Linked DNA regions of Mus musculus: all the other regions are linked to region 6. A link is a contact called in public HiChIP or PLAC-seq and promoter capture Hi-C data. All regions are on one chromosome and are shown on one strand. Each heading gives the region's core, a stretch centred on a gene start, on an enhancer-like site or on the middle of the called end of the contact. The rest is flanking DNA. Distances are from core to core; before and after follow the strand shown. Region 1 overlaps Abca4 (ATP-binding cassette, sub-family A (ABC1), member 4). Region 2 overlaps Gm33363 (a long non-coding RNA gene). Region 3 overlaps Slc44a3 (solute carrier family 44, member 3). Region 4 overlaps Alg14 (asparagine-linked glycosylation 14). Region 5 has its middle 17 kb from the start of Gm40137. Region 6 holds the start of Abcd3 (ATP-binding cassette, sub-family D (ALD), member 3). Region 7 holds the start of Cnn3 (calponin 3, acidic).

What was found. Promoter capture Hi-C pulls out the DNA fragments that hold promoters and counts their contacts. HiChIP or PLAC-seq counts read pairs in DNA pulled down with a chosen protein or histone mark.
Region 1: a contact with region 6 is called in an H3K27ac HiChIP or PLAC-seq map of embryonic stem cells, with 4 times the contacts expected there. The contact joins the enhancer-like site here to the promoter of Abcd3 in region 6. A contact is called at or near these places in 9 of 39 promoter capture datasets (the 3T3-L1 cell line, the HPC-7 cell line, embryonic stem cells and 4 more), 1 of 15 datasets of contacts at CTCF or cohesin (the NIH/3T3 cell line), 3 of 484 Hi-C or Micro-C datasets (adipose-derived mesenchymal stem cells, bone marrow-derived macrophages and embryonic stem cells), 8 of 115 datasets of contacts at active chromatin or transcription factors (bone marrow-derived macrophages, embryonic stem cells, pancreatic cancer cells and 1 more) and 3 of 9 other capture datasets (adipose tissue, embryonic stem cells and liver).
Region 2: an HNF4G HiChIP or PLAC-seq map of pancreatic cancer cells shows a contact between it and region 6. The contact joins the enhancer-like site here to the promoter of Abcd3 in region 6. A contact is called at or near these places in 2 of 484 Hi-C or Micro-C datasets (CD8 T cells and nephron progenitors), 4 of 115 datasets of contacts at active chromatin or transcription factors (embryonic forebrain, embryonic stem cells, memory CD8 T cells and 1 more) and 2 of 9 other capture datasets (adipose tissue and liver).
Region 3: a contact with region 6 is called in an H3K4me3 HiChIP or PLAC-seq map of bone marrow-derived macrophages, with 6 times the contacts expected there. The contact joins the enhancer-like site here to the promoter of Abcd3 in region 6. A contact is called at or near these places in 8 of 39 promoter capture datasets (the C10 cell line, the HPC-7 cell line, the SN4741 cell line and 3 more), 1 of 15 datasets of contacts at CTCF or cohesin (the NIH/3T3 cell line), 1 of 484 Hi-C or Micro-C datasets (bone marrow-derived macrophages), 7 of 115 datasets of contacts at active chromatin or transcription factors (bone marrow-derived macrophages, embryonic basal ganglia, embryonic stem cells and 3 more) and 2 of 9 other capture datasets (adipose tissue and liver).
Region 4: a contact with region 6 is called in a promoter capture Hi-C map of hippocampal neurons, with 2.7 times the contacts expected there. The contact joins the enhancer-like site here to the promoter of Abcd3 in region 6. A contact is called at or near these places in 17 of 39 promoter capture datasets (the 3T3-L1 cell line, the C10 cell line, the HPC-7 cell line and 11 more), 3 of 484 Hi-C or Micro-C datasets (CD4 T cells, double positive thymocytes and pro-B cells), 13 of 115 datasets of contacts at active chromatin or transcription factors (cardiomyocytes, differentiating embryonic stem cells, embryonic forebrain and 7 more) and 3 of 9 other capture datasets (adipose tissue, embryonic stem cells and liver).
Region 5: a contact with region 6 is called in a promoter capture Hi-C map of liver, with 2.2 times the contacts expected there. The contact joins the enhancer-like site here to the promoter of Abcd3 in region 6. A contact is called at or near these places in 3 of 39 promoter capture datasets (the 3T3-L1 cell line and liver), 1 of 15 datasets of contacts at CTCF or cohesin (the NIH/3T3 cell line), 1 of 484 Hi-C or Micro-C datasets (liver), 7 of 115 datasets of contacts at active chromatin or transcription factors (the NIH/3T3 cell line, cardiomyocytes, embryonic stem cells and 2 more) and 1 of 9 other capture datasets (embryonic stem cells).
Region 7: a contact with region 6 is called in an H3K27ac HiChIP or PLAC-seq map of embryonic stem cells, with 7 read pairs. The contact joins the promoter of Cnn3 here to the promoter of Abcd3 in region 6. A contact is called at or near these places in 8 of 39 promoter capture datasets (the 3T3-L1 cell line, the C10 cell line, the HPC-7 cell line and 5 more), 1 of 15 datasets of contacts at CTCF or cohesin (the NIH/3T3 cell line), 3 of 484 Hi-C or Micro-C datasets (embryonic stem cells and muscle stem cells) and 7 of 115 datasets of contacts at active chromatin or transcription factors (astrocytes, bone marrow-derived macrophages, differentiating embryonic stem cells and 3 more).

What each region holds. Positions count from the first base shown.
Region 1 is chr3:122,144,300-122,146,999 of GRCm38.p6, reverse strand. The region is part of intron 32 of Abca4 (ATP-binding cassette, sub-family A (ABC1), member 4); the gene reads right to left. Among named protein-coding and RNA genes, the nearest start is that of Gm40138, 19 kb to the right of the region's middle. Within about 2 kb of position 1,274, at least 6 of the 459 cell types and tissues checked have an H3K27ac peak or open chromatin away from gene starts, as enhancers often do. A contact at or near this core is called in embryonic stem cells, where this site is marked.
Region 2 is chr3:121,370,787-121,373,486 of GRCm38.p6, reverse strand. It overlaps Gm33363 (a long non-coding RNA gene), which reads right to left. Exons shown (of 4, transcript XR_867593.1): 2 at 1-86. Among named protein-coding and RNA genes, the nearest start is that of Gm33363, 3.1 kb to the right of the region's middle. Within about 2 kb of position 1,431, at least 56 of the 459 cell types and tissues checked have an H3K27ac peak or open chromatin away from gene starts, as enhancers often do. A contact at or near this core is called in pancreatic cancer cells, where this site is marked.
Region 3 is chr3:121,508,291-121,510,990 of GRCm38.p6, reverse strand. It overlaps Slc44a3 (solute carrier family 44, member 3), which reads left to right. Exons shown (of 15, transcript NM_145394.3): 8 at 675-799; 9 at 1,431-1,617. Among named protein-coding and RNA genes, the nearest start is that of Gm38684, 22 kb to the left of the region's middle. Within about 2 kb of position 1,425, at least 21 of the 459 cell types and tissues checked have an H3K27ac peak or open chromatin away from gene starts, as enhancers often do. A contact at or near this core is called in bone marrow-derived macrophages and hematopoietic stem and progenitor cells, where this site is marked.
Region 4 is chr3:121,314,235-121,316,934 of GRCm38.p6, reverse strand. The region is part of intron 2 of Alg14 (asparagine-linked glycosylation 14); the gene reads right to left. Among named protein-coding and RNA genes, the nearest start is that of Alg14, 24 kb to the right of the region's middle. Within about 2 kb of position 1,359, at least 11 of the 459 cell types and tissues checked have an H3K27ac peak or open chromatin away from gene starts, as enhancers often do. A contact at or near this core is called in hippocampal neurons, where this site is marked.
Region 5 is chr3:122,193,011-122,195,710 of GRCm38.p6, reverse strand. No RefSeq gene overlaps it. Among named protein-coding and RNA genes, the nearest start is that of Gm40137, 17 kb to the left of the region's middle. Within about 2 kb of position 1,275, at least 6 of the 459 cell types and tissues checked have an H3K27ac peak or open chromatin away from gene starts, as enhancers often do. A contact at or near this core is called in hepatocytes and liver, where this site is marked.
Region 6 is chr3:121,813,894-121,816,593 of GRCm38.p6, reverse strand. It overlaps Abcd3 (ATP-binding cassette, sub-family D (ALD), member 3), which reads left to right and starts at 1,292. Exons shown (of 23, transcript NM_008991.3): 1 at 1,292-1,585. The coding sequence starts at 1,476.
Region 7 is chr3:121,425,132-121,427,831 of GRCm38.p6, reverse strand. It overlaps Cnn3 (calponin 3, acidic), which reads right to left and starts at 1,291. Exons shown (of 7, transcript NM_028044.2): 1 at 1,004-1,291. The coding sequence starts at 1,060.

The DNA of each region.
Region 1 (2,700 bases), core at 25-2,524, 330 kb before region 6:
TGAGAGAAGGCATACATTTGTCTCTAAATCCAGCTCATTTGGATTAATATGTTACTCTCTGGTTTCATGCCTTTTTCTGAAACGACAGGATTCGATCCTTCTCTGTGGTGGGTGCATAGAACCTCACCCATCACATCTCTGACAGGCACCTAGGTAGGTTCCTTAGCTTGGCTGTTGCAAACAGTGCTGCAGTAAACTTGGATGTGCGAGTATCTACTGTATGTTAACATATGTTCCTTTGGAAATATGTCAGGAGTGGTATAGACCAAACCTGCTCTACTCTTAGCTTTTGGAAAGAATCTCTGCACTGATTTCCGTAGTGGCTCGATGGATATCCCCACCGATGGTGTATAAGGGTTCCTTCTCCCTCTGTATACTCATCAGCAGTTGTAGTCATCTGTCTTCCTCATGACAGCCACTGGCTGCGAGGAGATGGGGTTTAGTGTAGTTATATATATATTTTTTGGGGGGGGGTCATTTTTCTATTTCTTTAAAAAAATACATTATATTTATTTATTTATCCTGGATCATTTTTCTATTTCTTTAAAAAAATACATTATATTTATTTATTTATCCTGGTGGGGGCATACATATATGTGGAGGTCACGAGACACCTGGCAAGAGTCAGGTTTTTGTTTCGTTTTTCTTTTTTTCCTTTTTACAATCAGCTCTTGGTTTTACAATCTGAATCCAGAGGATTGAACTCGGGTCATCAGGCTTGGTAGCAAGGGCCTTAACCTTCTGAGCTATCACATCCCCGTTTTCCAGTTCCCGTGAAGAACGTCATCTGCAGCATGCTGATGGAAATCACCGGTGTTGAGGTAGCCTCCCTAGCACAGCTGTAGCCATTTGCTCCATATCTAGCAGCTACTTCCTATTGTTACTGTAATATGCCCGCCAGTCATGGTCACAGAAAAAGAACTGGACTCAGAGCAGGGGCATGCAGATCACCTACCCTGTTGCAGACCACCTACCCTGTTAGGTTCCGATTATTCTGCGGTTTGTTAATCTTAAGAAATTCCCCATCTGCAGCCGTCACTCATGACCAAGCAAGATAGGGGTTGGCTTGAACTGTTCTGTCTAAATTACTAAGGAAACATGAGAAAAGACCAACCGGTCTACAGCTCCCCCACATCTGCATATGAACTCATTATGGGTTTTGCAGTTTTAGCCTTTATAAGTTGGCCCCGAGAAATGTCCAGCGCACAGCTAGCTTTCAGCTCTAGAGTCTGAGCTGTTCCCTTGGTCACTCAGTCTTTGGATATACGTTCAGTAAACCATCCCTGCTTGACTGAGATTAGTGTTCTTGTGGTTTGCAGGGTGACTTCTGAACCCCAACAATTGGCATGTTGACAGGAGTAATTGTCATGTTGATGGAGGTCATTGTCATGTTGATGGGGATCATTGTCATGATGATAGGGGTCATTGTTATGTTGATGGGGCCCATTGGCATGTTGATGGAGTCATTGTCATGCTGATGGAAGTCATTGTCATGTTGATGGAGATTGTGTTGAATCTGTAGATTGCTTTGAGTGATATCAGTATTTTTCTTGATGTCAATTCTGTTGATCTAAATTCACATTTTGAGATAGTCTTACTATATTGCTCAAGCTAGCCTTGCACTCCTGTACTCAAGTGACTCTCTTGTTTCAGTCTCCCAGTCACTGGAACTAGAAATAAAGGCCACTGTATCCAGATTTAAGCCCATGTTTGCTTGCTTGCTTGGTTTTGTTTTGTTTTTTGTTTTGTTTTTTTGAGACAAGGTTTCTTTGTGTGACAGTCCTGGCTGTCCTGGAACCCACCCCATAGACCAGGCCTCAAACTCACAGAGATCTGCCTGCCTCTGCCTCTTCAGTACTGGGATTAAAGGCATGTGCCACAACAGCCCAGGCTAAGCTGGTTTTTAATTCTTTCCCATTTCTATTCCAAGATGGTGTCTGGACCTTTATCCTGGTGTAACTCCATCTTCTTCATCATTTCCCTTAAAGTCTTGTCCTGTCTATGTCAAACTCTACATGCTTCAGGCTACCTCCAAGTCTCTTTGCTGGCTTTTCTTAAGGTACTCTTCCCTTTTATAAACACCTAGCTAATTCCTGCTCATTTTCCCTGGGTTAGCCCTTTTTGATGTCTTCCTTGACTTTACTGTGGGCCTAACTTGTGATTTCTCTTTTGTGTCTTCTCTGCCCTTTGCAGATAGTTTAGGCACTATCCAATACCACCACTCCTTTCTGTGTCTCTTAGTCCCATGCCTGGCTTAGACAGCCCAACTCTCTTCTGTCTCAACTCTTGTCTGTCTCTCTCTCTCTCTCTCTCTCTCTCTCTCTCTCTCTCTCTTTCTCTCTTTTTTGAGGGGGTATCAAGGCAGGGTTTCTCTATGTTCCTGGAATTCACTTTGTAGAGCAGGCTGGTCTTGAACTCACAGAAATTTGCCTGCCTCTGTCTCCCAGGTGCTAGGACTAAAGGTATGTGCCACCACCACCTGTCAACTCTTGTCATTCTTAACTTGGGTCTCCACCTTTGGGGTTACCTTCTTTCACATAAAGATGAGAAAGTGAGTGTGTCAATGGTTGGCTTATAACTCTGATGCGGGAGGAGACCCCAGTTCTTCAACAGACAAAATTAAGTCCCACCCACTCTAACTAAGTCCCACACTAACACCAAGCCCTGCTCACTAGTGACTAAGTCCCGCCCATTCTAAGA
Region 2 (2,700 bases), core at 182-2,681, 440 kb after region 6:
TGACAACTGATTTCTCCAGTGAGCCATCCCCCAGTCCTGCAGTTTGGGCGTTCATCACCAGCAGTCCCATCGTTAGCTATATTTCCCTAGAGATTGCAAATGTATTTCATGAAAACAAACAAACAAACCACAATATTCACAACATCATTACATAAAACAGCCCCAAACCAGGAATTACTGAAATGTCCGTCAACTATTAAATGGGTAAATGAAATGTGCCAGGTAGAGACAGACAATGGAATATTATTCAATCGATAAAAGGAATGGAATAGGGACTAGGGAGATGGCTCAGTCAAATGTGCTTGTCATGTAAGGATGAAGGCCAGAGGTCAGGCTCCCAGCGCCCATGTGATAAATCAGGCATAGCAGCATGTTCCTGCAGTACAGTTCAGGGTTAGGGGCAGCAGAGAGATGCTGATCAACAGAACTTGCTGGCCAGCCAGTCTATCTCTACCAGTAAACTCAAATTCAGTGAAAAAAACCACATCTCAAAGAATAAGATGGAGGGTGACTGAGAAGGACATTGTACTTCAGTATGTATAGTTACATGCACTCATGAGTGTGTACATACCCTATACCACACACATACACACCATACACTACCACACACACACACGCACACATGCACTGTATTCTATCAGTGAAACTTGAAAATACTATGTTAAGTGAAAGAAGCTAGTAACAAAAGACAAATAAATCCTTCTTATAAATGACCAATCCACAGAGAGAAATTGGGCCAGCAGAATCCGAGGGCAGTGGAAGGTGACATGGAAGAGTTACTTCTAACACATGTGAGTTATGTGTGTCTGGAATTCGTAATCATGGTCATACAACTGTGAATGTACTAAAACCCACTGAACTACACATGGGTGGATTTTATGTGAATTATATCCCAGTGGAAACCACTATGGCCAGCATGGAATAACTTGCTCCTTCAAGCTCAGTAAAGTGGTCTCATTTTTAATCACACCAGCATGGCCTCTCCTGCCCCCTGGGCCAGTGTGACGGAAATGTACTAGACTTTTTTTTCTTTTTTTTCCAGACAAGGTCTCACTATGTAGGCCTGGCTCTCCTGGAACTCCCTATGTAGAACAAAGAGACTGGCCTCAAACTCGCAGAGATCCCATGCCTCTGCCTCTCAAGTGCTGGGGTCAAAGGCATGCACCATGTCTGGCATTATAGTTTTCAAATTGGTCTTTTACGCCTCAGCTTCTCTCTTCCCTCTGAACTGTCTTTTCCTGAATTTGAGGTCCTTAGCTACTTGGAACACACCTGAAGTGACATTTGCACTCAGAGTCCTGATATGATCACTCTCTGGAAGAGTGAACCCAGCCACACTGCAGAGGAACTCAAGGCTCACGGATGGGCAGGCTGTGCGTAGACACCGTGTTGACAGATCTTAGTACAAACTTGAGTCATGGTGCTTCAGGCCTTGGATCTTCGAGCTGAGCCTGTTGAGTCACTCCTAGCCCTTTTAGTGTCCTCCACCCCCCTGTCTCCCCACTGAAGCTCAGACACCATGAAGCTGAAGAAGCCTTTCCTTCTAGACCCTGTGAAGTGCTGACCCACAGAGTCTGTGGGCTTCATTAAATGATGCTTGTTTCCCACCGCTAATTTGTAAATTGATGCAGAGCAACAGGTAATTAGGGCCGGAAATACAGCTAAGTCTAATGTGTGCATGGTTTCCAGCCTGGCACTGCAAATAAAATGAAAAGCTAACTGGAAAAATAACTTTCAGAAGAAGCCAGTTTCTCCAAGTTCGGTTACTTTGGCTTACTATTAAAAGAGGAAGCAATCTCTTGCCCCCAAGGCGAATGGAAGATGTGCTCCTACATCAGGAGAGGAACAGGATTTTTCTCTTCCCCTCCTTGGGTTGGCCTCATGTCACAGTGAAAGAGAAACCAGTGGATGCTTGGAAATCTTTTAACCATATGCAGATGAATAAGCAAATGGCTGGACTCGAATCCTAATCTCTTTTCCTTTCCTGTGGAGCTGAGATTTTTGTTTCCACTCTTAAACTGGAGCCTTTGAAACAGAAGTCATGTGTCTCTTAACATGACGATTAGCAGCAAGAATGTGAAAAAGGAGATAGCCAGGAAGTGTGAAGCCTTAATTAACACCCAAGTCATTTGCCTGAAAGCAAGAACAATGTTTTTGGCAGGGAAGTATGAAATCAGCTTTTCTGTCTATTTGGAACTCTCAAAGCCCACCCCCCACCTTAGTCTTTTAAAATATTGATTTCACGTTTAATGACTTTATAAAAAGAACTTTAAAAAAGTTTTCAGCCTGGCTCCCGTGACTGAGACATGGTCATCTTCTGTAAGAATTTGGGGGGGGGGGCTCGCCCCATTTCAGGGCCCCATGTGGCTGCAGACCCTCTGGAGATACAAATACTGGCTAGAATAAAACTGAAGAAAAGCCAAGCAACAGCAGGAGGGATGGAAGAGGCTGGAACGGCAGGCTCTTGTCTCTTCTCAAAAAGAGGGGGTGTGGGGGGAGATGGCTTCGTTCTTCGTTCAAGAGAAGGGAAGGGAAAGAAGACAGTTTATGGAAATACTATACACAGAGCTGTCCGGGAGACGTCGACAAATCAAAAGCCCAAACCAGTCCTTATCCGGTCCCAACCTAGTAGGCAGATTAAAAGAGGCTCAGTTCTCAAACTGATTTTTCCTGAATTATCTGGGCCTAAGATCATGCAGA
Region 3 (2,700 bases), core at 176-2,675, 310 kb after region 6:
AGGGGTCATTTCAGTTCTAAATCATAACAAGCTCTGTACTGGAGAATGGCCATTGTGACTAGGCTCTATCACCCACCTTCCCATTCGTGATCAGTAGAAAGCTATGACCTCCCTAGAGTTACAATAGTGATGGTTTATGGTCATGGCTTTCCATAATCCAGAGTGTTTGCAGCATCAGTGGGACTCTGATAACCTGATCCTCATGGGCCGTGTAAAGGACCCACCTCTGTGAGTATGAAGCCAACCTCCAGCCCCTGGCCCCAGGGGCTGTCACCAGCAGACCTTATGTGAACACTTTAAAGTTTCGAGTAAATGCTGCTCCATCATTCTATTTGGTGCCACCCCTTCCTGATCACGCTCAGACTCATCCTGTTGGCTAGGTCCCTGTGTCTGCCCAAGACCAGTAAGTAGCTACCCCAGGCTGGACAGAGCCTCTGCAGGCTAACCTGGCTTGGCACAGATCACCTAGAGATAAGTGCCAGGCTACCAAGCTTTTGAGGCTATAGGATCCACTGTTTGGGCACTGTTACTGGGTCAACTATAAGTGGCTGGACTTACAGTGGTTGTATTTGTGTGTGTGTGTGTGTGTGTGTGTGTGTGTGTGTGTGTGTGTGTGTGTGTAGAAGAGGTAATCTCAGGACATATGCCATGCCTGCTGTTGCTTTATTTTCTAGTCGTCTGCGGTGTCTTATGGTGGCTGTATTATGACTACACCAACGACCTCAGTACAGAACTGGACACAGAAAAGGAGAATATGAATTGTATGCTAGCCTTTGCCATCATCTCTACAGTCGTGACAGTAAGCGTTCCAAAGCAACCCTAGGGAGGACTATTTCCCGAGAGAGCTGAGGTCAAAGGATTAGTGGTGGATAAGGAGAGAGTTAGGGGTTGGGGGGAGGGGGGTGACAGACACAAACCAAGAAGCTTGACCAGGAAGTGAATGGCAGAGAAGGCTAAGCAATTCGTGGGTGAAGGGCAGTGGATTCCTTAACCTGGAGACTTAAACTGTTTCTATGCAGAGAGGGGAAACCTAGTCGAGATGGCATAGCAAGTAGATTTTAGATGTACTCATTGTCCTTTTACGTCACGTTCTCTTATCTATTCGTAACCCATCTCTGAGTGTGTGATGCGGAGGAGGGAAAATACAAGATGTCTCTTTTACCCTTAAAGAGCCTCAGTCTCACCTTCTCCTACTCTTGGCTGGCTCTTTAGGAGGGTGTCAGGCCTCCTTCACTATGATGACTGTGGGATCTCACACAGGGACCCGATCATAGTTGGGGCTTAGTTCATGATTAGGAATGTAGCAGTTCAGGTGTAACAGAAGCAGTGACTATCCACAGGGAGGGCTACTTGATGAGACACTGGTTACAGGGTTGCTTTCCAGCCCCGCCCCTTTGCAGAGGGGTTCACTCTGACCTCTTTCTCACCAGGTCCTTCTCCTGGCCTTGATTTTTACCCTCAGGAAGAGGATAAAATTGACAGTTGAGCTTCTCCACGTCACAAACAAAGCCATCAGCAGCTGTCCTTTCCTGCTGTTCCAGCCACTGTGGACGTGTGCCATCCTCATTTTCTTCTGGGTCCTCTGGGTGGCTGTGCTGCTGAGCCTGGGCACTGCTGGTAAGTGGCACTATTTTAGGACTGTCAGCCGATTCCTGTGAGCACGTGACCTCTTGTGCAACCAGAGGCATCTGGAGGTGACGGTGAGGGAGCCAGGACATCTGTCTTGGGGGAACTCTTTTGTATTGGCTTTGGAGAAGCTGGGTTTCATGAGTAAATAAATTCAGTCAGGCTTGAACACTTAGGCAAAGCTGTAAAGCTGATAGGAAGACTTCTGTCAAATGTTGTCAAGTCTGGGGCTAGAGCATATAATTTAGTAGGTAGAGACCTTCCCTAGCAGGTATGAAAGCCTGGGACCAATCCCAGTGCCTTATCAACAGGGTGAAATGTCACATGCTTATAACCCTAGCATTCCTGAAGCAAAGGCAGGAAAATTAGAAAGTTTCAAGGTCATCCTTGACTACCTAGGAAGTTTGAGCCAGTCTTGGCTACATAAGACCCTGTCTCAAAACAAAGAAACAACAACAACAAGTCTTCAGGTTTAAACCTTTTCCAAGGTGATTTGCTAGCTCCTAGCATCACAGATGACAGAATCCAGGGAAGACTCTGCAAGGGAGGTATTTTCAGCTAAGCGAGTCAACAGTTAAAACAAGTATATGAGGAAGTTAGGATTGCTTTGACTTTGAAAAAGCAACAGTGTAGCCTCCGTTCTGCCTGCTGTATCCCATGGCTGCTTCTCCACCCTGGTCTTTCTCAGAATCCTTCCCTGCTTTCCCACACCAAGATGTGGACCAGGCATTCAGAGCTTCTGGCCTGATTTGATTTGGGGTAGGACAAAGTAGATGGGTGGGTAGATGGATGGATGAATGGGTGGATGGATGGATGGATGGACAGGTGGACAGATTGGGCATAGCTACAGAGACATGCATTTTGTCATGCTCCCCAATAGGATATTCACACTCTATGTCAGTGTCAAAGGGCCATCTGAAACCAAGCAGAGAGCTTATGTCCTGGCACGTCACTCTGCTGTTGCCTTCGATGATGATGAGGTTCTGCCTTGAAGAAGAAATGTAGCGGCCTGGGAGTCAGTGCAGTTTAAGGGGGTTGCCTTGCAACCACAAGGACCTGAGTTTGCTCACCAGA
Region 4 (2,700 bases), core at 110-2,609, 500 kb after region 6:
CAGATCTCCTTACCTTAGTCCCTCTCCCCATCCCCCCACTCCCATCCCCCGAGTTCTGGGACTAAAGGTATACACCACTCAGGTTCTTTGTTTTTCAACTCACTTTATAGTTATATACTGATGGTCAAAAGCCCACAGATCTCTCAATCTCCCCACCTCCCCCTCCCCCTCTCTCCCCACTCCCCTCTCAGAACTCTGCTCTCCTGTATCTTTGTCCTGTGTTAGTTCTGCCCTATTGGTTGAATTCACCAGTCCCATCGACCACTGTCAGCAGTGACAGGCTCCACCCTCAGACCTCCAAGGCTTTGGGTGGAAATGCAGAATAAGAACACAGGACATAGGATCTTGAAATCTTCAGATTTTGTTGACTTTCAGGCCCCAGCTTCTTCAAGAAAGTCCTGCGATTTTGGTGTTGCTCCAGCCTGGCAGCCAGTGGCTGTGAGGATCTGAGAAAGGGGTCTCTTAGGTGTCTCATTTCTCTTTGTATAGTTCGCTGTGTACACTCCTGTGATGGTTTGTATACACTTGGCTCAGGGAGTAGCACTATTAGATGGTGTAGCCCTGTTGGAGTAGGTGTGACCTTGTTGGAGTAGGTGTGTCACTGTGGGCATGGGCTTAGGACCCTCACCCTAGCTGCCTGGAAGTCAGCTAGCAGCCTTCAGATAAAGATGTAGAACTCTCAGCATCTCTTGCATCATGCCTGTCTGGATGCTGCCATGCTTCTGCCTTGATGAATGAGCTGAACTCTGAACCTTTAAGCCAGCTCCAATTACATGTTGTTCTTCTAAGAGTTGCTTTGGTCATGGTGTCTGTTCACAGCAGTAAAACCCTAACTAAGACAAATCCCGAATATGGAAATGCTATGAAATATAATCCGCCCACTTTTACACTGTCAGCCAAGGAAATGAGGCTTGTTCTCTCTCTACCACACAGGAACAAAAAGCATACATCAGCAAAACACTGTGTTTGAGCCTCCTAACTGAAGGGCAGGACTCTCCAGAGGACCCACCCCCCCATCCCCCATCCCTGCATGGTTCTCTACCCATCTCAACCAACGTACGATCAAATGTGAGTGGTGTGATGGTAGGAGATGCTGAGGTGTAAAACCTTCAAGTGGAGAAGTGCATTTTTTGTTCTTTCAGGTTTCTAGTTTGCCTGAAATGACGTGAAATCCAGAGTCGAACACTGGTGGTAATGACAACTTTGAACAGTCACAGTATGTTCCAGAACTGCATCACTGCCAAGACCCACAAACAGATCTGGCTTCAGATTTGTGAAAACTAAATAGAAGCTTACAGTGATTTAGATGGAAAATAATTCCACCAAAGAATCCAGATGGTATCATAAACCACAAGAGAGCAGACGGAGTGGCTATGAGGTCACTTCTTCTTGTTACCACACACCGAAACGTACAACACACTTACTATTAAATGGATGCCGCACTGGGGCAAAACCCTAGAGACAAGATGAACACTGAAGTAACCAAATTTCACTCAACTAAGCTTTCACCTTTCTTTCATAATATTTAAAAGCAATGTCCTCTTTCTTCCTATATATAGGTGCATGTGTATATAAATAGACATGATGGTTGAATGGATCATTTGAAAGTTAAGACATCCACAATTTACCACAAGACAATTTTCATATACTTGCCCTTCAAATGCTTGTTTATCTCATGGGAGCTGACGTGTCAAGGAGTGACATGAACGAGCGAGCTGTGGTAGAGTGAGCCTGCTGCCACCCAGCTGCCCCCTCTAGCAAACCAGCCTGTGGAGACCTTCATCTCCCATTGTGAAGCAAGAGCACAGGACTCTCCTCAGGGATCTTTAGCTTGTTTCAATGACCTCTCGACTCAGGTGTGAGGACTCTTGGCTTACATGTGTAGCCCTTGCTATGCAGCCAAGACCAGCCTTGAACTTGAAGTGATTTTCCTGCTCAGGCATCCCACACACCAGGATTATAGGCTCCACCACAGGCAATTATCCAGCCTGACATGTTAGGACTCCAGCTTCCCTTGAGAAGACCCTTCCTGGCCATGGAGAAAATTTTTCCAGAGATTATTATTGAATTATGACCCAAAGACTCTAAGCCATCTACAGTGAACTGTCATGTTCTTCCTGCAACTTTTTGGCTCCTTCTTTTGACAATATCAGTCTTCCTTTGGCTAAGTCATCCTTCCGGCTGGTTTTGGTGGCATTCACTCCATCTCATTTATCCCCAACCAATGCCCCAAATAGGCTTGGAATAGCTTCAGCTTTGCAGAGTATATATTCCTAATGGATGTTGGATGGTTTAAGCAATCATTCGGAAATCAAAAATGACCATAATTTTCCTATATAAGAAAGTGGCCACTCCTGACTCCTAAGATTGGCTAAAGTAGATGAGCGCACACATAACTCAGTAGAGACCACGAGGCTGATGTTTGCCATGGCTTCTGGGAAACCTCCTTTCTGTCTGTAAGTTGTAAGAGACCTAGCCTTTCCTCACACAACCAGTACAAACTGTGAAGCCTGGGGTTCGCTCCCTTAACAGCAGGGCTTAAGGCAGCACCATGAGGAGCCATGTGCAACTGTAGGAGACAGGGCCAGGAGACGTCCCTGGGCAGCTGCACTGAGTCGGGCCAGAGGCAAGACTACATTTTTTTTTCTGTTATGTTAAGTTGCCAGATTCCTCTTTTTTTTTTTTTTTTTTTTTTTGGTA
Region 5 (2,700 bases), core at 26-2,525, 380 kb before region 6:
GCTTGCTCACAGCAGAGAGTGGTGTTTGGAGGAAAAATATTTCAGAATTGTGATGCAAGCACATTGCCAGTAAAGGGGTGAGGTGTGTGGCAACATTATCAACAGAGAGGAAAACCTTGAAAGATGTTTCCCTAAGCAATGCTTCTCTGCTTCACTGGCACGGCACTTCCAGAGAGCATCTTGGGAGGAGAGCCCGTCAGGATGCTCCTGCTGCATCTATTGACGCTCCCCAATTAGAGCGTCAGGCAAGGCCTTCAGGAGAGATTCCAGCAGAAGGCATTGCTGTCCTAGGAGGTGACAGCTCCCTGTGAGTTATTACCCAGAAGTCTCTCTGGTGAGAAGAACTGTGGAGGTCAAGAACTCTGGAAGTCTACCCCCGTGGAGCTCCAGGCTTGTATTTTGATTTTTGAACAAAAAATTTTTAAAAGTAAAATAGTGAAAGAATAAAAAGTTTAGTTGGCTATGGTAGTTTATGCCAGTAATCCCAGCAACCGGGGGGGACAGAAACAGAAGGATCAGGAGTTCAAGAGTATTAGTGACTTCATATTGAGTCTGAGGCTATCCTGGACTACAGGAGAGCCTGGTTCCGTTTTTTTTTTTTTTTTTTTTTTTTTTTTTTTTTTAAGTAGGAAAATAAAAGCTTATAGAATAAGGGTGTAAAGAAACTATTTTTGTGCAACTCTATGCATTTGTAGTTTTATCAGTGTTTTTAAAAGTTGACGGTTTAGGGCTGGAGAGATGGCTCAGTGGTTAAGAGCACTGACTGTTCTTCCAGAGGTCCTGAGTTCAATTCCTAGAAACCACATGGAGGCCCACAATCATCTGTGATGGGATCTGATGCCCTCTTCTGGTGTGTCTGAAGACAGCTACAGTGTACTCATGTGCCTAAAATAAGTAAAACTTTAAAAAAAAAAAAGAGTTGAAGGCTTAAAAAGAGGTTTTAGTGGGAAAAAGCTACTGTATGATAAGATGGATTTATTATTAAAGAATAAATAATAAATAAACAAATATATAGATAAGAAAGAAAGATGAGTGTGCCCTACATGTGTGGTGTCTGTAGAGCCTACAGGAGCGCAGAAGTCCTGAACCCCCAGTTCACTCACCCACCCACTCATCTCTCTCTGACACTTCATGTTTGGCAGCCTCTCTTCCTGCTGAACTCCTTAAAGCTTCCGCCTGTGTTTTCCCAGTGTCCTTTCTGTTTATGCAAACACACCTCACCCCGGTCTTACATTTACCTGCAGTATTGATGCAGTAACGTGCTGTACCTAGGAAAAACTAGGCCAGTCCAAGCAGTCTAGGCCCTTTATAGGCTACCCTAGTAGGTTTATATAAGCATGCTCTATGAGAGTCATACAACAATATTGCCTACTGATGAATTTCTCAGAGTCTACCCCATTCACAACATAACAAAAATATTTCAGGGCAAGCACTGTGAGAGAAGAAACTGAGGAGTAGCATCGGAAACAGTGTGGAGGTAGGGCAGGGGACCCACGTTCTCTGCTAACCCAACATGCCTCATAGTGGCTGCAAAGGTGGATGTTTGATCAGATGGGTTAAATTTGTTTGCCCAGGAGTCCACATGGCTCCTGAGCAAAGTCCAGTGATAAAAATCACTTTTCCATAGTCCACTTATGGCAGTGGAGAACCTTCCTAATGCTGCGACCCTTTAATACAGTTCCTCATGTTGTGGGGACACGCAACCATAAAATTATTTCGTTGCTACTTCATAACTGTAATTTTGCTACTGTTATGAATTGCAATGTAAATATCTGATATGCAGGACATCTGATATGCAATCACCATGACAGGGTCATTTGACCCCCACAAAGAGGTCTTGACTCACAGGTTAGCAACCACTGCTTATAGCGTGCTTCTAAGACACAGAACCACATACAGAAAGAAAAGAAAAAACAAAATGGACTTAGTTGGGTGCACATAGATACCCACCCACACCCTCATAAATTTTCCAATTATGGGCTGGGCTGTGGGTCAGCAGCAAGGCAGCTGGCTATCACATCTATGTTCTGGTTTGGATTTCCAGGTCTGAGAAAGGAAAAAATGGGCTGGAGAGATGGCTCAGTGGTTAAGAGCACTGGCTGCTCTTCCAGAGGTCCTGAGTTCAATTCCCAGCACATGGTGGCTCACAATCATCTGCAATGTGATCTGACGCCCTCTTCTGGTGTGTCTGAAGACAGCTACAGTGTACTCATATACATAAAATAAATAAATCTTTTTTAAAAAGAGAGAGAGCGAAAGGGAAAAACAAAGCAAAACAAAACCTAACGTCATTGTTACCAAATACAGAAAGCTATCTATGAGATATCTATAAAAGATGCATTGTGCGTCTGAGCATTGTGTAATCAAGACCTGAAACCCACCACTGATGGTTGAATGATCGTTTATATGATGTCACTGGGTTTACTTGGATCATCATCCAGACAAAGACAACAAAGAGGCAGTCCAAGATGCAACACTTTAGATGGAGATTGGAAGGAGGCAGGAGAAGAGTTTTAGGAGTCGCTAGTCTACTGACTGAAAAAGGCTATTTGTATTTTAACACTTTCCCTGGAATGTGACGACTTGTAAATAAGATTTATTCCTAAAGCCACCGTGGGTGAAACTTCTGCCAATCCGGTTGCTTCGGACAGGGCTTTTAAATAATTTAAACATGCCTTAGCTACTTGATCTAACTGCACA
Region 6 (2,700 bases), core at 43-2,542:
TTGTCAAGTGTTAAGGAAAAGTTCTAGGAAAATTCTAAATTCTCTTATTGGTATTCTCATAGCACTTAGTTCACTTCTCTAAGCTGACACTTAAACTCATCCATATTTTTCTTCATGTTTTTCTTCTGCACCAGCCTCTGGAGAATAAGGGATTGATTGTTCATACTTGTATTCTCTGTGCCAGGCATACCTAATTACCTAAGTGATTCCCAGGGTAATGGGAAAACACACAAACGGCATATGGAGGATTTGGTACAGGCTCTACTTCTGCGTAACTTAGACTTTTGACGATTGTTGAGCACCTGCACACAGCACACACCACGGTGTGTGGTCTTTGCCATTCTCATAACCATTTAACCATTCACACAGAGAAAACACCTAGGCATCACTGTTTCATTGGTTCCTTTTATGCGTAGGCAACATTTATATATTTTGTGAGGTTTTAGAAGCTTCCTTTCTGACACTTGCTTCTCGACAGTTTCTTAAACTGAAAACAGCCATTCATTAAGTTATTGTGCATGCGCTAGACTAAACGCTAGGGATAACACTTTCTGCATGATAGGGGTGGGACAGGAGAAGAATGCTGTAATCTGTAAAGTTCGTCTGCTTCTGGGAGTAAGGCCAGCATTAATACAACGCACGATTGTTATTTCTGAATGTCCCTTTGCAAAGAACAGAGTTTCTCAAACTTTCTTTGACCAGACCTAACATAAAGAAATACATTTTTTTATCGCCATCCTTGTACATATCTACCAAAAAAGAGTAATTGTTTCTTAAAACTCCTTTTTGTCACGCACTCTGAGCTTTTTCCCACTACATTATTTTTATAAAAAAATTAACAGAGTGGTGGACCCGTCCTCCCAAACCGATTTTACAGAACTAGAGACCTAATCCACGGCGACTTGAAATAAGATTATCTGATTGTAGTCTTTCTTTTCCAGGTCTCCCTTCACTCCTTAAGTTGCAAATATTGACCTTTTTAGTGATGGGGCCGTTCCCCTCCTCCCCCGGCTTCTTTAAGAGGGTGGTACCGACCCATCCAGGGGGTGGCGGAGGGGCAGGGCCCACGGAGTCCGTGGCGCAGGCCCGGCCCGCTCTTCCAGTTCTTGTGAAAGAAAGCTAGGGTGTGTGCAAGCAGAGATCGCAAGGCCGAAGCGTGGGCTGCTGGAGACCGGCGCGGAGGACTAGCGTTGTCTGCCCGCCGCGTTTCCGGCCGAGTCCGCGGGGGTCCGCGCGTGCGCAGAGCGTCCCCCCGGGGAACGACCCTTTCGATCGCCCCGCGCCCGCGCGCGCGCCCGGGAAGCCAAAGTCCACGGTGGGCTCGGCGCGGCGGCGCGCGCCAGGGGGCGTTCCCGCGCGGCCGGCCCCGCCCTCTCTCGGCGCCGAGCTATCCTCCCAGTTTCCCCCGCGGTTCCTGCACTGAGGTTGTCGCCGGCGCGTCCCCTATCCCGCGGCTCGCTCGCCCTGCCGGTGCCATGGCGGCCTTCAGCAAGTACTTGACGGCACGGAACACCTCGCTGGCGGGGGCCGCGTTCCTGCTGCTCTGCCTACTCCATAAGCGGCGTCGCGCCCTCGGCCTGCACGGGTGAGGCTCGCGGCCGCGCCGCCTTCCCCGGGCCCGAGCGGGGAGCTCCGGGCGCGCGCCTTGCCCTTCTCTCCCAGGTCCCGAGCTGCGCGGGTGCCCGCGGAACCGGGCCAGCGGTCCCGGAGCCCTGCGGCCCTCAGCCTGGCGGCCGCCGCGCAATCTCAACACCACGGGAGGGAGGAGGACACGCCGCGTCCCTGCGCCCCCGCGCCCCCTCACCATCTCCCCGTGCATGTCAACTTTATGGGTGCATTCTGGTTTTGCCATCTCATCGCCACTGAACGCTAAGGTTTGCGTTCGTTCGGGATGGGCATTTTACTCGCCAGCTCGACTCCGGAGTAGTGGCGGTGGATAGTAGCCAGGGGCGTTCCTGGGGTTTTCTGGGTCCAGTGGGCACGATTTTCTTCTAAAGCGGTGCCCTCTTTTTCCGGAATTGGTCAGTGAATGCCCTCATTTGGAAAGGTTGAATTGGCTCAGCGGTGTGTGGAGGACAAAGTTTCCTCCGTCGACTTTATAGGTGAAAGGTGAAAGTGTGTTTTAGGTGAAGATCACTTGTTAATTACACCATACAGCTACCTGCCTGGAGAGAATGTTAAAGTTTACTTTGAACTTTTGGGAGATTAGGAAAGAAGGGAGAATTGAGTTCTGGGGGTGGGATTACAGGCACAATTTTAACTTCTTGTCGCCCATTTGATTTCAGCGAGCGACAAAGAAAAGGTTACTTCCTAACTAAGCATTCTTACTAGTGTTTGGATATTTAGTGTCCAATCTTAGAATAATGCTTTCATGCATTTTATTTCATCAACCCTCTGGGTAGGTACTATTTATTGTCTCCTGCTTTTGGTTTGCTCGGACTATCTTATTATTAGAATTTGGCCTAAAATACTAGCAGAGAGCTCCATGTATCCTTTCATGAAGTATTTTCTGTCTTATCTACTTTGACTTGCTCATTGGCTGCAGCATTGGCCCTTCTCTTCCTAAATCAGCTTTACAAAATAATGATATGCCTCTCCTTCACATACTATTCGTCCTTTTTAAGGGTTCTTGGAGGGGGACGATTAATTTGAAATATTTTTCTATTAGATCGTGCCCTTTCTGAACTCTCATTTGGGATT
Region 7 (2,700 bases), core at 42-2,541, 390 kb after region 6:
AGTTAATGGGAATTAAACCACAGCAGCCCTCCTTTGTGGCGCTTTGGCCGGAACAGCAAAAGGGAGACAATGAGCGGTCTGTGCGCAGTTCCACGCCGATTGGCTGGTCACCCCCACTCCCCGAAACCCCTGATGTCATGGACTTGGAATGCAGGCAGGGAGGAAGGAAAGAGAGGATTTGGGGAGGGGGGCGCCTCTCATCTCTTTTCCAGGCCAAAAGTCTGAAAGATAAACCCTGGTGCATTCTTGAGATGAGTACACAGCAAAGCAACGCAGCCAGATTCCAATCACTCCAAAATTGCAACCCGCCACAGCAAATAAACCTCGAACAAAAGCGACCCTGCCGAGATATCGTGACAATTCAACGCGCTGCAAACTTCTCAGGATTGCATTTCTAAGTCTCTCATCTACAGCTGATCCGGCTCGCAGGCTGCGCGTTCAGGCTTTGTCTGGGCTTCCCGCACCAGCGGCGATTGCATCAAGGCACCACCGACGGGCTCCCTTTCCGCCCGCGGGTCCCAGGGGTCGGCGGGACACTCTCCCATGGAGGAGGAGGAGGAAAGGAACAATGAGGGGCCCGGGTTGGCCACGTAACCGCCCAACTTCGCTTGTGGGAGGAGGGGGCCAGGATGGAATGGGAGGAGACGCAGGGTCCCGCGGCAGCCCCAGCCCAGGCGGATGGCGGGGGCGGCAACTCCCGGAGACCCAGCCGTAAGGCAGGGCCCCGCCTAAGGGCCACAGGCCACTCAGGAGCGCCCCCTTCCCGGAGGGGCGCACCCTACAGCCTTGGAGCGGGCCCTGCGGCGCTGCGGGACTCCAGGCGTCCGGGAACCCCCACCGCCCGCCGGGGCCGCGGCGCGGGAACAAAGCCAGCACCAACGCGTGCGAGCCAGGCTCCGCGAGCCGAGGAGCATCTCTCTCTCCCGCAGCCTCGACGTCTCTCCGCGGCGGCTCCCAGCGCCCCCACCGCCGCGGCAAACCCCCAGCCCGCCCGCGCGCGTACCTTGTTCTTAACTTCGGCGGAGAGCCCGTAGGAAGGGCCCTTGTTGAAGTGGGTCATGGCTGTTTGGACGACTGGAAGAGTTCTAGCGGTCAGTCACCCTCGGTGTCCCTGCTCTTAGCCCCAGCGGCGGCCGCGCGGGTGATGCACGAGCTCGCTCCCCTGCGCGGCGCCGGAGAAGCCCGAACGCCGCAGACGGACGCGGATGATGCTTCGAGGTTCGCTAGGACTCGAGTCCCGCGGAGGCTCCGGGTCGCTCTGGACTGGGACCGGCTGCCCTGCTCGCTGCCCGCTCCGCGGCTCCGCACGCTCTGCCCCCAGCCTGGTCTCCCCCCACCCACCCCCGGGCCTCCAGGGATTGGCCGGCGAGCCCGACCAATGAGCGCCGCCTCCTCCCCCCTCGCCTGCTCCAAGGCTTCCCGGCCAATGGCAGCGCGGCGGGCGCGGCGCTCCCTCCCGCGGGGTCCCAGCCCCCGGCCCCGCCCTCACGCCACCTAGGACCTCGGCGCCCCTCCTCCCCGCTGGTCAGCGGGCTGCGACCGCCCCGCCCCGGCGCCTAGGGGCTTCTCAGCCGCCTTGGTTCTCATCAACTCCCAGGCATCTGTGGCGCTCCGACGGTGGAGGGGGACAGGAAGCTCCCCGAGCTGGCCCGCCGCTGACCGGCCACTCCATCCGTCTCCTCCCGGGCTACAGCGCGCCCAGATGTTGCGCTGGAAACCCGGGGAGCAGCCTTCGAATCCACGTGCCAGGCCGGGGGCGGGGGGGGGAGGCCTGCGTGGACATCTGCCAAGTCTCCCTCCCCACGCAGCTGCCGCACCTGTGGGGCTGACCTCTGCCTCGGTCAACGCTCTTTGCCAAAGTCCTGCTCATCCTGTCTAAACTTTGAATGCAGAGCGAAAGAAATTGGGAAAGTGTTGTGGCACAGCCAGGTTTTGGGGGGAGGGGGTACAGCTTTTTGGGTCCTTTTCTGGAGTCCCACCAGTTGCCCTTGGCAAGCACCTTCACCGGGGGTTCAGCCAGCCCAAAAGGCTAGGTAGTTTATTTGTTTTTAATTAGAGGACTGCCTTGACTGAGAAGTCTACCTGCTTTGGTTTGTTTTTTAATCTCTTTGAATCAGCACTCTGTATTCTTTTCCGTCCCCTTTCCTTTCTTCTGATCTCAAAGGCAAACTGATAGAGGAAAGGTGAGAACAGAGAGCACGCTGTCCCCTGCCTGTGTTCCTGGCACTACACTGGGCTATATGTCTTTGAAAGATTAGCTCATTCACTTTCCCAAAACTTACTCGGTAGACTTCAGATCCGTTTTAGTGGCTTGAAGGCTGCAACTCAGAGATTCCTAATAATGACAGCTATCACTGCCTCCAGAGTGTCACCGCTTGCCTTGGTGTCTTGGGGCACATCTAGGACAGGTTTTAGTCCTCTGGGTGTCAGTATGTTGGTTTATGTTTCCCAAATACAGCTGACATTCCAGAAGAGACTACAGGACCAGGGTCAGCCACTTGCATGGAAAAGAGAAGCCCAAATAGCCCAAGTTGAACCTTTCTGGGATAGAAATAAGGGAGTGTGGCATAGTGTCTCAAGCACTCTATCCCAGCACAAAGAGGATTGCTGTGTTGGGATAGAACCAGAGGTCTGCCTAAGCTACAGAGAAAAGAAAAAGGCACAGAATTTCTGTCAGCTGAAAGAATTTTTCATCAACGC